Linked DNA regions of Mus musculus: region 2 is linked to region 1. The links are chromatin contacts, called in public Hi-C maps. All regions are on one chromosome and are shown on one strand. Each heading gives the region's core, a stretch centred on a gene start, on an enhancer-like site or on the middle of the called end of the contact. The rest is flanking DNA. Distances are from core to core; before and after follow the strand shown. Region 1 overlaps Gm41517 (a long non-coding RNA gene). Region 2 has its middle 9.4 kb from the start of Gm29050.

The links. A called contact is a pair of places that touch in the nucleus more often than the background predicts.
Region 2: a Hi-C map of the N1E-115 cell line shows a contact between it and region 1, with 4 times the contacts expected there. The contact joins two enhancer-like sites. A contact is called at or near these places in 1 of 15 datasets of contacts at CTCF or cohesin (embryonic stem cells), 1 of 484 Hi-C or Micro-C datasets (the N1E-115 cell line), 3 of 115 datasets of contacts at active chromatin or transcription factors (embryonic stem cells and pancreatic cancer cells) and 2 of 9 other capture datasets (adipose tissue and embryonic stem cells).

The regions. Positions count from the first base shown.
Region 1 is chr17:4,944,140-4,948,605 of GRCm38.p6, forward strand. Gm41517 (a long non-coding RNA gene) reads right to left here. Exons shown (of 4, transcript XR_876352.2): 4 at 596-1,457. Among named protein-coding and RNA genes, the nearest start is that of Gm34625, 7.8 kb to the right of the region's middle. Within about 2 kb of position 2,377, at least 100 of the 459 cell types and tissues checked have an H3K27ac peak or open chromatin away from gene starts, as enhancers often do. A contact at or near this core is called in the N1E-115 cell line, where this site is marked.
Region 2 is chr17:5,399,802-5,404,267 of GRCm38.p6, forward strand. No RefSeq gene overlaps it. Among named protein-coding and RNA genes, the nearest start is that of Gm29050, 9.4 kb to the right of the region's middle. Within about 2 kb of position 2,455, at least 44 of the 459 cell types and tissues checked have an H3K27ac peak or open chromatin away from gene starts, as enhancers often do. A contact at or near this core is called in the N1E-115 cell line, where this site is marked.

The DNA of each region.
Region 1 (4,466 bases), core at 1,127-3,626:
CACACATTCTAATTTTCTTCCACTGAAATGATTATAAAATATCAAATCTATATTAAAATTTGTGTGTTTATGTATAAGCAGTAATTTTTTAAAAGAAAGACATGTTATGCTTAATTATATATCTCTGTATGTTATGTGTGCACATGTGAGTATAGCATCATCTGAGGCTAGAGTTGGGCGGAGCATCTCCTACGAGCTCTGAAACAGTAGGAAGTACTCTTAGTCACTGAGCCATCTCTTTAGCCCCATGACTTTTTTTTTCAATGCACAGAAACAATAAACTCTGAATGCAGGGTAATAGTTATCTCTGAAAGGTGAGGAAGGGACTATTTAGAAAGTGTGCCTTGTCAGGCAGTGGTGGCACATGTCTTTAGTCCCAGAGTTTGGAAGGCAGAGGTAGGTAATCTCTAAGTTTGGGGCCAGCCTGGTCTACAGAGTGAGTTCCAGGACAGCTAGGGCTACTCAGAGAAATTCTGTCTCAAACAAAACAAAACAGAAAAAGAGAAGAAAAGAAAGAAAGAAGGGGGCACAGGGGTAAGAGCTTCAGTTGCACTTGTAACACTTTACCTCTTGGGTAGAGCACAGAGATTTATTACATAATTCTCGGGGGTGGGGTATCCCTGAAACAGTTCATAATAAAAAAGGAGTGTTTCTAATGAAATCAAAGTTTTAAATCAACTGCCGCTAGATATGCAATTCACTGAAGCATGAACTTTTGAGATACTTTTAGATTTATTTTTGTTTTTTGTGTTCATGAACCTGCATAAACTTACATGTGCCATGTGCAGAGCTGTGTGGGCTCCTGTGGGTGTTGAATCCCGAGAAGCTGGAGTTACAAGTAGTTGTGAGCCAACAAGTGGATGCTGGGAGCTGAACTTGGTCCTCTGGAAAAGCAGTGCATGCTCCTAACCGCTAACCTCTGGTCCCTGAAATACTTAAAGTATATATATTGCAGTTTTACTTTGCCCCAAACCCGTGATTTCCAAAAGAGAAAACTTAATTTCTATAAAATAGAAATGATTTCCAATGCAAATATTTTATTATGATCATTTCCAGTTGAAGGAAAATTAAGGCATGGTCTCCCCTCCCTCCAAAATACAATATCTTTAAATGTGAGAACTAAAGGAAGACATTTGCTCTGTAGAAGGCAGTATTGACCAGTTTATTCCGACACCAGACCCCAAGTGCTGAGAGAAGTCACCGCTTCCATGGAGCCTTGGGAAGGCTGATCGGCTCCGGCAGCTACACATTTGCACATGGTTAACCGGTTTCGTCAGTGAAATGGATTGAAACTTGCTTCAAAGTAGGAAAGGAAAACATTGGTGCACTCCACACTGGCCCTTGAGTATACTGTACCTTCAAATCATGCTGCCTCTTGCATTCCACAGAGCTGTGAAACACCCTTTAAACTGTCTGCATAAATCACTCTATCCTCTATGTAACAGGGTTTTCTCTTCCTGGACAAAAGAAAAAAAAAGAAAAAAAGGCCATCTGTCCCCAAAGGGCAACACTCCAGAATGAGGATCCCTGCCCAGACAGGACCTCATGCAGGTGTTACAAGGTCTCCATTCTGTCTGGAAGCCTGGATAGTTAACATGCCGCCTACCTGCCACAATCCTTTGGTTAAAAGCTGTCTCTTTAAAATCTGGGACTTTTTACCTCCTCAGCACAGCTAGCAATGGTTTCGGTGTGTAGAAGCACAGAATTATATGGAGCTAAGAAGATCGCCAAGAAGGCGAACACAGTAACCAAGACTGACATTAATTAGGACCAGGAAGCAAGCACGCGCCTCCTGGTAAACAGCCTTCTCCAGGAAAGTCTTCCGTGGGCTTCCTGCAACTCACACATTCCCCTTAGCTCTTCCAACACTGGTGACTTGTTGACAGGCACACATGCTAGGGAAGACCCATGCCACGTTCTGGAGTTTTGAATGTTTCCTTTGCAGAGAAACCACCAGGCCTGCGAGGGGCGGGCTCTGGCAGGAAAGGCCTTACAGCTTGTCACCTCTCCCCGCCTAGCCTGCTGCTCCTGCTGGAGGAGGTGCAGGGGACAAGCGAAACTGGTTCATGTGTCAGCTCCCCCAGGGATTTGGCAGCAGAGGGCCGGGCCCTAGCTGAGCACACAGGTACAGAAACAGCATCTGCAGCACACTTCCTTCCTCCTTACATGGTCACTGTGCGGGTCTGCATGCAAAGGGGGTTCATATTCTCTCTCTCTCTCTCTCTCTCTCTCTCTCTCTCTCTCTCTCTCTCTCTCTCTCCCTCTCTCTCTCTCCCTCCCTCCCTCCCTCCCTCCCTCCTCTCTCTCCCTCCCTCCTCTCCCTGCCATGCCCCGCCCCGTGTTTCTGTCTCTCTCAGTCTCTATCTTCTCTGTCTCTGCCACACACACATACACACACGCATACACACACACACACACACACACACACACACATATACACACACACACACCATGAAAAGTGCTTACTAGCAGCGTCTTGCATGAGTGCACAAGCCAGGCCATCACTCTGGAGAAGGAAAAGCAGCTCGGCCCCTGGAAACGTCTGGAAGCCTCTATCCCTGAGCTGGCTGGACCAGACAGCTCCTTCCTGAGAGCCTGCTTTTCCCTGCCTTTGAAAGAGCAGCATCTAACAGAGAAGCGCACTGAACTGTTTTCCAGTTTATCACAGGAATCTCGGGTCCAGACCTACAAGCCAAGGGAGGCACTCCGCCCCCGTGGAGCTCCTCCGTGCTCACAGCCAATAAGGGGGTGCTAGTCCATCTCTCTAAAGAGAGAAAAGAAAGGGCTTTGTGAGGGCCATGTTCCGCTCACACAGGTCACCACACAAGTTGCCTGGTTTGCTGTTCAGACCCCCAGATTCCAGAGTGAACCTGTAATAGCTGAGGTCCCCTTGACCCCTTGTTTTCTCTTCTACTGGTTCTCAAGAGCCATTTTCCAGCTTCCCCTTTCCTCTCCCTGGCCTTTCTGGAAAAGGTTTGTTTCTAGATTCCGAAGGAACAAAGGCCGATTAAAGGCCCAGGAACAGGGGGAATCCTCCATTAGAAAAAGACAAGGGCAGAGCTGGGGACTTCCGTGCTTGGCCTGCCCCCACCTAAGTTAATAAGCTACAAGAACCAGTTGCTTCCAGTCTGGGCAGCTTTCTAGTTCTGCAACTACAGAGCCTTTCTTCCTATCTTCCTTTCTTTCTTTCTCTCTTTCTTTCTTCCTTTCTTTCTTTCTTCCTTCCTTCTTCCTTTCCTTCCTTCTCTCTCTCTCTCTCTCTCTCTCTCTCTCTCTCTCTCTCTCTCTCTCTCTCTCTCTCTTTCTTTTTTATTACTTTAATTCCAGAGATCTTTGATACCCCTGAAGGCAAGTAGCATATCTCACTCATAAAGCTTTCAGATGGTTTTGAGTTCAAAGTTTTATTTATTTACTTTTAAAGGCCTCAATAAATTAGGGCAAAGGCAACTGGAACTCAGCCTCCTGCCTTACAGATCCTCTGAGCTTAAGGCTGGCCAAAAGATCTGCTCTTGAGAAACCAGGTGGAATGAGACCTGGGTGGAGGAAGCCAGGAGTTGTTTGTAGAATGTTCTCCTGTACGGCTCCAGCCTGAGCCCTTCTCCCTTGAGCAATTCTGCTAGTTTGACACCAGCTGAGATCTGGTCATCTGTCTGGTTTTTTTGTTTGTTCGTTTGTTTGTTTGTTTTTGCAAGTCTCTAAGCCATCAGACATTCTGACTTCAGTATCCTGAGAGAGAGAGAGAGAGAGAGAGAGAGAGAGAGAGAGAGAGAGAGAGAGAGGTTCTCTAGAGGCTGCTAGCTGAAACTCTGTAGTGTCTTTACCATAAAAGCCATGTAATGCAGTCAAACAATCTGAACAATTTAGATTGATTTAGGTTGATCCGAAAGAAAGCAATTAATTCTCACTGACATCTCCCTGTTTAATAGAAGAATCCCATTGTGTGCTGAGGCTGTCCTGTGTTCATGTTCCCAGTAACATACATGTTTCCAAAATTCATTTTAAGATGTGTATCATTTGGGGGCAAGACCTCTTGGGGGTTAATGGTACTTACTGCAGAGGAGCTGGGTTCAATGCCCAGTACCACAGTATCAAATGTACACATACATGTGCACACACATGTGCATAAGGAAAAAGGAATTTTTTAAAAATGTTAAGTGCAGCATCAGAAATTTGCATTCTCATAAAACCTATCTACCCACCCACACTTGTCCTGTGTTATGGTAGTACTACCGTATTTTTGAATCCTGGACAGGTGCTATTTAGTGAAGGGAGGAGGGACTCATGTTTTCCCAAGGGGAACTCCAGGGAAAGACCTTAGGGGGTTCAGGGAAGAGGCAGGCAGAAATGAATAAGGACAAAAGGAAGGTGACTGTATTCCAAGCCCTGGAATGTCCATAGCCACAGTGATATTCTACTCCAAGAGCCTTTCCCATGGAATGAGTGTCTCAAGGTCAAAGGGAAAAACA
Region 2 (4,466 bases), core at 1,205-3,704, 460 kb after region 1:
ACCTTGTCATTTGTGAAGCTGCAGACAGAGTGCGGCCGTTAGAAGCTTGTACCGCTCTTGAAGAGGACCAGAGTCCAGTCCACTTGTAACACCAGTTCTAGTGGATCGGACATCCTCTAAGGGTGCTACGCTCACGTACACAAATCCACACTCAAACACATGCATATGCACATAATTAAAAATTAAAAAATTAAAAAGAAACTTTATGAACAACTCTTAGGACTGAGCTTGCCTTCTAGATTGTGGTTAGGAAAGCAAGCAGGACTTCATGGTGGCCTACAGGAGCCATACCTGATTGGAGGGCTTCATGGTAGCCTACAGGAGCCACACCTGATTGGAGGTTGGCCTGTGTGTGCCCCCAAGCACAGGTGAGTATGTGCAGTTTCTTCATGGGAAATAGTGAAATATCTAACCTCATAGGATAATACTTCAAAACAAAATAATAACAGCCCAAGACAAAGACAAAGATGTTTTTCATATGCTAATTTCCCTAGTTCAGGTGAAATTAATCCTTTGTCTAATCCAGGATTTTAAACAGCGCTTGCTTAAGGAAGAGGTGTGCCCCTGTGGAGGGCTCTGCTTACTGCCTCTGTTTACCGGCTGCTTGGAGAAGTTAGGTGCCTGGGCTTGCAGCAAGCTGAGATCTTTTATAGAAACGAAAACTTAAAAATATGTTGGTGCACAAGATGTTTTGTGTTGAATTTATCTTCAATGCCAAGTCAGGATTTCAGATACCTCCCGAAATAAGAAAGCGGCGACGGGAGGATTTTAGCAGCCGTTATTTTTATTTATAATTTATACCCTGTCGGCTTCTAAAAAGACCAGAGGCAGCTTCCAATAAAAGACGTGTGCACAGTGAAGTTGCTAAAATGGGCCGAGAAAATGGAAAAACTGGCACAGGAGGAGGAGGAAGCAGAGAAAGGGGTAAAGTCTGTGTGAGTCGAGATTCCATTTAGTTCTGAGCTTTCTGGTGGCTGAAGCAGAGGGAAGAAAGAAGTCTTGCTGGCCTTTCCTGTCTGAGGAAGGCAAAGGCGGGGCACTCCCTGCCTTGGGTGTCAGGAGCAGGAAAGGGCCTGGGCTTTAAGTCCAGCCCCTTCTCACCAAGGTCACCACTTCTGTGGCTTCTTCGTGACCAAATCTTTAAGGCCAAGGTCCCAGAAGCCCACGGGGCCCGAGGTGAGGCAGGGAGGGTGGCTAGAGATTCAGGGCACTTTCATTATGGACTGCTGTCAGTAAAGATATGCAGAGGAGGACCAACAGAACAGGTATGGAGCCAGAGCTGAGGGCAAGGAATTGGGGCCTCTGAGAATACTAATTCATTATTATTGTTTAACATATTAGCATCTATCTATTATTACATGGTCGGCGGCGCTGGCATGGCACACATACGGAGGTTAGAGACAATTCTCTGGAGTGAGTTCTCACCTTACACCTTACTTACTGAGGGTTGAACTCAGGTCAGCACATTTGTATGGCTTTTGTATCTGCTTTTACCCAGGGCACCTCTCACGCTCCCCACCCCCACCCTGAGCCTCAAGATCTTAACTCCACCCTCTGATCTATGATGCTGTACCAGGCCAGGAATGCAGCGGAGTATATTGTAGTGGCATATTGGTCTCCTGTAGTACAGCAGGAGTCTGTTAGCTGGCCCTGTAAGAGCAGTTAGACAGGCATGCGGTACCGGGTCTTCCATTCCTGTCTTGCCCTTGGTCGGGAAATACAGAACTTTCCGGTTTGTTTCCCCTCTCACCCACAGTCAGACGTGGCCTTGAGTCTGAGCCACAACGCTTTTTGGGCGTGTGACAGGGACTCGGTTGTTCTGTCTGATTTGACTCTCAGCTGTGTCACTCTGCAAGGATATTCTTTGACTTTTCTAGGCACACTGTTCCCTGTCCTCACGGTACTGACGATGACGCCTACGACGATGACAATGATGATAGAGATGATGGTGGTGGTGATTATGATGATGATGACGACGTTCCCGTTGTGAGGCTGTATGTGACAAAGCTTTAATAATAGTTCCTGAATATAGCAAACACCACTAGGGCCAGCCACTGTGCGCCCCCTCCTATCCCTTGAGTCCTATCTAAGTCCCTCCAGTGGGACTCAGAATCGCTGTGTCTCCCTGAGCTTGGCAACAGAAGTCTCTAGAAGGTCCTCTTGCTCATGAGTGCTTAGAACCCAGCGCCTACAGAGCTTTTCTTGACGTGCCTGGAGCTCTCTGGAGATTGCAAGACAGGAGCCCTAGTAGATTCTGCGCTCCCAGCCAGAGAGCTGTGCCCCATCTCCACTTGGGGAGACCAAGTAGAGGTCCCGCCCAGCTACAGCATGGCCTCATGTTCCCTTTTGCTCTCCCCTACCAGAAGGAAGGGGGCTCCAGAGGGCTCCAGGGGGTTCAGAACACAGGCCACGCCCTCCTGCTCGCAGCCTTAGAATCACTCCCGCCGGGCTCTGCGCCCCCTCCTGGCTGCTGGGGATAGTGCCTCGCTCTAGTCCTTTCCACTCTTTCTGGTGTCTTTCCCTTTTCCCTCGCGAGAAACTCCAAGTTTTTAACAGGATGGCTATCTGTCTAGTTGTGCCATGTCCCTACCTAGTGCCAACCATAACAATTGTGCCTCTGAGGAAGGAAGGAAGGAAGGAAGGAAGGAAGGAAGGAAGGAAGGAAGGAAGGAAGGAAAATACCAATGTCATTTGTCCCAAACTCAGAAAATTTGTTTTCTATTTGCATTGTTTATAAACCAAATCTAAATCTAGTCTTAATCACCAACCCAAAGCCTTTTGTAAGCTTGTCCTTTCGGATGGGTTTCCCTCCTGCCCGGCTCAAATATTGGTCAGCTAAGAAGTTCTGTGCCTGTCCCTTGTCGGCCGGTGCACAGTATGTCCCGCTATTGGTGTGTGTTGCGGGAGGATGCTGCCAGATCCTTTTGCTCTGTCCCACTCCCTTTAACAAAAGAGTAAGACCCACAGGTGCAGGCCACAGCCTATACCCGGAGGCTCCAGCCAGTCAGCCCCACCCTCTCTGGTCACTCTGGCAGGACTCTGCGCCCCCTGCTGGCACTCTGCAGGGCAGATGGTGCCCTTCAGCTGGCTCCCTTGGCCCTAGTGGCTGGGATGAAAGCGATGGTTTGCTATGCAGTCCAGAAGTCCAAGTCTGGGAGTTACCAAGAATGGCAACGGCTTGCTTAGAGGGCACAGTGACACTAGGCTGATTTTTTTTTTCAGGCCGGTGAACATAGAGGCTGTGGAGGGGTAGAATTCAAGGGAATGAGGCTGCAGTGACTTATATTGTGGTCTAGGAAGGTAACTGCCAGTAGCTAGAGAACTTGCTGCAAGAATGCATTTCTGGGACGCATGGCAAAACAGAAGAGTGGTCCTTGGCTGGGGCCATTGCATCTGCAGCACCAGTCTCCCACGTTCTGGACAGAACAAGTGAGCCACCCAGGGTCCCCAAGCACACAAGGCTCCAAAGTAGACTGTTGAGTGCAATCAGCCACTGCCCTCAGGGAACTGGCAGGTGCCTAGAACATCATACTGAGAGGGGTAACCTGCCAAGAGGTAACAAAAGCAAGCTTAGGGGACCCATGAGATACGCATTTGCTCAGACCCCACCCCAGGTAGGCTGCAATTCTGTAATTCTGTAATGGCTATGGTTCCTCAGAGCCACAGGCTCCGTCAGGACAACAGCTAAGTCTACACTTCCCCTTCTCTCACTGGAGTAAACTGTTGGGTCCTGGTCACCCCAACATGGAGGAATCCCAGCCTTCCTCGTGTCTCTGTAGATGTTCCATGGTCTCTTAAAATGTGTGTGTGTGTGTGTGTGTGTGTGTGTGTGTGTGTGTGAGAGAGAGAGAGAGAGAGAGAGAGAGAGAGAGAGAGGAGAGAGAGAGATGGGGTGACAGACAGACATGTAAGGGACAGGGAATTGGCTGGTGATAGTGCTACCTAACTCACCTCTGCTTCTGTGTGCTAACAGTGCAGGCAGGGGTTAGGAGAGACACGAGGTGTGTGCTGTATTATTCACACAGTCCACTTTACACACTAACACAGTGACACAGGAGATCTTATACCTATTTCAGAGACACAGACGGTGGGCCTTTGATGGTTAAGTTGTTAACCTAGAATCACCCGCGGGCTTCAGAGAGGGATTGTCTGCGTGAGGTTAGCCTGTGGTAGGTTATCCTGATTGCTTTAATTGATGTGGGAAGTCCCACCCTAAATGTGGGTGGTACCTCCTGGGAGCAGCCCAAATAAAAGGAGAAGAAGCACTGGCAAACTCATCTGCTGTTGCTGCTGCCCAGTCACTCACTGATAGTAGCACCAGCTTTTCAGGTTTGCAATGTGAATTGAAGACCGTCAGCTCTCCAAGGCTCCTTAGGCCCCCTGCATTACAGTAGGACTCCTGCGGTACCCAGCCTCAAACACTTATCAGCTCCTGAGTTTTCAGCTTCCCCCATAAGAGAGCCATC